Linked DNA regions of Gossypium hirsutum: region 2 is linked to region 1. The links are chromatin contacts, called in public Hi-C maps. All regions are on one chromosome and are shown on one strand. The core of a region is the stretch at or near the end of the contact, and the rest is flanking DNA. Distances in the headings are between cores, read along the strand shown. Region 1 holds the start of LOC107914817 (succinate dehydrogenase subunit 3-1, mitochondrial). Region 2 holds the start of LOC107914825 (peroxiredoxin-2F, mitochondrial).

What was found. A called contact is a pair of places that touch in the nucleus more often than the background predicts.
Region 2: a Hi-C map of leaf shows a contact between it and region 1, with 2.9 times the contacts expected there. The contact joins the promoter of LOC107914825 here to the promoter of LOC107914817 in region 1. A contact is called at or near these places in 2 of 34 Hi-C or Micro-C datasets (both in leaf).

What each region holds. Positions count from the first base shown.
Region 1 is chrD10:28,344,470-28,347,169 of Gossypium_hirsutum_v2.1, forward strand. LOC107914817 (succinate dehydrogenase subunit 3-1, mitochondrial) reads left to right here and starts at 1,352. Exons shown (of 3, transcript XM_016843852.2): 1 at 1,352-1,612; 2 at 1,721-1,753; 3 at 1,836-2,499. The coding sequence starts at 1,453. The coding sequence ends at 2,248.
Region 2 is chrD10:28,827,113-28,829,812 of Gossypium_hirsutum_v2.1, forward strand. It overlaps LOC107914825 (peroxiredoxin-2F, mitochondrial), which reads right to left and starts at 1,443. Exons shown (of 5, transcript XM_016843866.2): 1 at 1,050-1,443; 2 at 943-972; 3 at 96-254. The coding sequence starts at 1,256.

The DNA.
Region 1 (2,700 bases), core at 102-2,601:
AATATTTTACGTGAATAAAAAATCATAGGCAAAGATAAATTTACTAAATCGGCAAGAACGAAGAGTACATAGATAGAGATAAAAACTAAACTCTGAAACTCGAAAAAAAGAACACTTGAAACTTAAACACAAAATTCTCTGAAAGCTTGTAAAAGCTAATAGTATTAAAATAATCTACACTAATCAGCGTTTAAGTGGAAAACTAAAACAATATTTAACTGAAAGAAGTAAAGCTGAGAAAATTGAGAAACATGTCGCCACGTTGCGACATGGCTTTCTTTTCATCGTGATGAAGTATGGTCACGTCATCGGAGCGAAGAACTCCTCTTCGTTGCGACGTCACACACTATTTATGTTGAAATACGAGGCATACTCCACATTAATCAACCATTTTATAAAATATATAAATAATCATACAATTGGTGTATAGATTAATGAATCAAATATGAAGAAGATGGATGAGTTGCCATTTTCCTATATATTTACATTTCCATAAACTCTTTAAACTTAAGTAAAAAATTTGCTGAGAAAAAAATAGGGTAAATTATATCATTAGTTATAAGAAAGTTTTTGTTTTGGTTATTTAATTAAAAAAAGGTTATAATTTGATCACTAAACTATTTGAAAGTTTTCATTTAAGTCACTAAACTATTAAAAATATTTTATTTAAGTCACTAGACTATTAAGTTTTTTTTTTAAAGTTCTGCCATAAAGCTCCAAGCGATGATTCGAAGATCGAGAGGGTGGATCTGTACCCATCGACGAGTAGAAGAACATAACTTAGATCAAAATCTATCTAGCGATCAGTGTAGGAGATCAAAGAAAAAACTGTTTGAATTTTGGTTTGCAGATTTATGAAGTTCAAAGTTGTTTTATGAAAAAACACTCAACGATAGAAAAGAAAGGAAAAAAGAGCTTTCGATTGGTACCGATAGTGCGAATAGAGAAAGCCATATAGAATCGATTTTAATAGCCCAATGACTTAAATGAAAATTTGTGAATAGTTCAGTGATCTACAAAGTAACAACAAATAATGACTACATTTAGATGTTAGGTATTCTCTAAAAAGATAAATGATTAATCATAAAATATGCTCTATTCGCAGGAATGGATAGTTAAAGAAGGAGGTGAATAACCACTACATAATTGGTTTCTAAAGTTATAGGTACATAGATTTCCAAAGGTTACTTTAGGAAATGATATGATGAATATTTGAAATAAATTATGGAGTTGTTAGATTGCCACATAATTGATCCAAAATTTGTATATCATGTCAAAGCCGAATCCAAATGGGCTCAAACCCTAAAACCGAACCTAAATAGGCCTAAGCCCAATAACATCTATTTACGTTTTCTTGCAGAGCAGCTTCCTCCTTCCCTTATATAACCCCACCGTTTCACTCCATGTTTCTTTTTTGCAGGCTAAGCAATTTTGAGACTCTTCTATTTAGCAATGGCTTCTTCTCTAGCTCTTAAGAGGCTCGTCTCATCCAACATCCTCCCTAGCTCCTTACGCGTCGCCATCGTTCCATCCATCTCCAGACTCTTTAACACCAACGCCGCCACGCCTGATGACCACGATGATCGCCGTCGTGCTGACGGTTTCTTCCCAGGTACTTGTCCACTCATCTGTTTTTCATTTCGACTTCTTTCGCTTCTTTTTAATTTTTGATTATCTAAAATTGATGCTGATTTTGGCCCTTCCGGTTTCTATGCTGCAGATCTGCAGGGGCGGCGCCAGGGGGCCAAAAAAGGTAAATTTTCACTTTAGTTCTTACAGAAATTATAAAATTATGATTCAGTCATTTTGCCCCCTCAAGAAAAAAATTCCTGCAGATATGTTTGATCCTTTGTCTCCAACAAGGAGCCTGAACATGATGGATCAAGTCAAGGGGAATCGATTTCTCTCCACATCCCGTGACATTCCAGGGCTTGGGAGCGAGGCCAAAGAATCAAACCTTCGCCCGTTATCTCCTCATCTTCCTATTTATAAGCCACAACTTTCTGCGACTCTTTCAATTACCAATAGGATCTCCGGGGTTTTCCTAACTACTGCACTTTTGTTCTCTTATCTTCTTTCTCTGAAAATGGGTTCAATTTGCTTCACCTATTCGAATTTCTACCAATTCTTCTTTTATTCAGCAAAGCTTGCCCCAGTTACCGTCTCAATTGCTGCATTGGCCGTTTCCTATCATCTGTGTTATGGGGTTCGTCATTTATTGGCGGACTTTTCGGGAAAGCTGAGGTGAAGAACGGTGAGGAGGAAAGGATGTGATTCAGCTTCAAATCGACTGATTTGCTGGCTTGGTAAGTTCTTGTTTGGTCTGGGCCATTCTGGGTTGAGGTAAGACTTTGTTTGGCAAAATAAAGAATGTGTTAATGGTTTTTTTTTTTTGGAATAAATTGAACCTTGGTGATGAGTAAAAAGAAAACCTTGTTAATGCCAAAAAGCATCTTTGAACTTGTCAATATAGTGATCTGTGTTGAATTAGTGGTTTAATTCGATGGATTCTGCTAAATCTTTGATTGGGAGAGCTGTAACCATTAACCGTTCCCCTTTCAATCGTATGAGCTTTCATTAGGAGTTTAAACTGTGCTTATCTGATTCTGCATCCTCCATAGTTAACAAACACCAAGCTTTGAATGTGTGAACTCTTTCAGAAAGTGATTGTGAACTGTGATAGGATTGACTTAAATGTAA
Region 2 (2,700 bases), core at 193-2,692, 480 kb after region 1:
AATATTAAACTCGTCAACAATCAACAAGACAGCATAAGAAAGAATTCGTACAATGCACAAGTAACACTACACATCATTAACATGGAATGACTTACCACATCTTTGGCTTGCAGTTTGTCTGCCCAGGCATTCATAACATAAGGATCATTAACAGCAACACAAATGACTGAATCAATTCCTTTAGCCTTGAACTTATCAATGTTCTTCTTGTAACTAGGCACATGCTGTTGTGAACAAACACCTGTGTATGCTCCCTATACACAATCCCAAATACAATGTAAATCCAAGTTTCATCAAATTTCCATTCTAAACCATAAAATCAGAAATAGCAAACTGATAGGTCCACACTCCACTTTATTTTGTTCTTCTTCTTTCCTAAACCAGGTTCTTTGAAATACGAAAATCATGCACCCTATGTTACCTAGACTTTTATGTTTTGGACGCCTATGCCAGACACATATTTGGGCAAAAATATCAGATTACAATCATCCAAATATATGAAAACACTTAAAAAGAAAATTGGGGTATACTCGTGTTCGGCACATACTTTCGTATCTGACACTCCCACTTCCGGGTAACATAGCAAGTGAACCAATTGCAAGGATACATCTACATTCTTCTTTAGATACTGCTAAATTGCTTTTTATTAAACTATTTAGTAAAATCTTCCACATCGGAAAAGCTTTGAAAAGTTCCATTCTCTTAACATAAACTAATTACTCCACTACCAATTTCAGCATTATAAGAACTGAGAATCATCACATCATAGATATCTAAATCATGCATATAGTACCTCATATACGGAGCAATCCTCCAGAATTCATTAATATACAAATTTAAGCTCAGATTTTCCAAACACAATCTCAAAAAATCAAATTCCATCTCTCAATTTCCACATATATAGAGCAAGTCAAATTGGGAGGGGGGGGGAGAGAGACTTACAGGTAGTCCAAAGATGACAACTTTCTTGCCCTGAAATGAAATTTTCTAAAACAAAATTAATACATACTGAATTAAATAATATTGAAAGAGAAACTATACAACGAAACCTTGAAGATATCATTGACAGAAGTAGTGGAGAAATTGGAGGTAACGCCTTCATCCCAGCTTCGAGCTTTCTGGAGACTAACTTGGGATGCGGCAGACAGGATGTCAGTCCCCACAGCAACAGAGGCATAGCTTCTCCTTGACGCTTCCGTTAGAAGACTTGACTTGATAACGGATGAGGTTGCTCGCCTAAGAATTGTTGACGCCATTGGCTTAGGATGCAGCTGTTGGTATGTGATTCTTTGTCTCAGTCTCTGCTTTGCTTCCGCTTGTTTCTTTCACAGGTTTTGGGAATCTTGCTGGTGGAACAAATGTGCTGGGCCTGACTGGCTTTAACGATTTTTGGACTAAGTTTTGGTATTCACAGCAAAAACTAGTCCTTTACTATTGGTCTACAGAAAAATGATTTTTTTTAAAATATATTGATATTTGGGAATGTCTAATACATTTTTTAAACTACTTTTTTTTTATCTTTACTATTGTATTTAATAATTAAATTTATTAAATTAATTTATATTTTAAAGTTTTCATAAATAATATAATTAAGAGATTAAAACATGATAATTGACAAATTAAATTTTCAAAAAATGATAATTAGAATGAATATACTATTATTTAAAATTTACAGAAATAGTAATTTATACTATGTATCAATTAAAATATTAAAATAATTTACATTTATTTTCTGAATAATATGATAAAGAGCTTCAAACATATTATTTCATAAAAAGAAATGTCAAAACTCTTAAGTAATATTATTAAAAATAATAAGATAATATAAAAAGATATGATTATCTTTATTTTATTTAGTAATAAGATAGAATGGAAGCTAATTACATAAAAAAATTCATTTTATTCTTCCAGCTCATTTGTTTTTAACATGTACAAATTGATTAACATGATTGTCAACTATACTTTTGTAATTGAACATTGTTGGGCCTTCAATTTTAAAAATGATTTTCTTCTCCTTACATTACTAAGTATATCAATTAGCTTAACTAATAATTAATCAAATATAAGAATAAATCAAGATGTGTTTGGATGTATTATTAAATTCATTTTTTATTTGCGTCAACCTAATATATTAAAAAAACCTTTCTTTAATATTAAATTATATATCTTTTTTCCTATTAGTGTCATCTATCATATTGTTAACTATGACTCATATTTTAGTCAAATTTAAGAAATAATCTTCTAGTTAAATTCTGTTTATTTGTTTCAATTAAACTTTGATTAGCCTAGATTATTTTATTATTATTTGACTTACGAATTTAGCCTGTAAATAGGCTTTTTTACAACATTAGAAAATACACCCATTAGAGATTAGAACTCATAACACATTTAGAGAATTTTGTGTTTATGTTTTGAGTGTTCTTTGTTTTTAGGTTTTCGAGGTTTAGTTTTTATCTCCATCTTTTGTACTCTTCATTCTTTTGCCATTATAGTAAAATTATTTTTCCCGTGGTTTTTTATCCTCTTTGGAGATGCTTTTCCACGTTAAATTTATGTGTTCAATTTCTCAATTTATTCCGCTATTTTTTTCTTGTTGCTTAATCAGGTCGATTCCAAACAAGTGGTATCAGAGTTAGTTCAATTTTTATATATCAGCCAATTCAAATATTGTAGCAACAAGGTTTGAAATTGAAAAGTTCA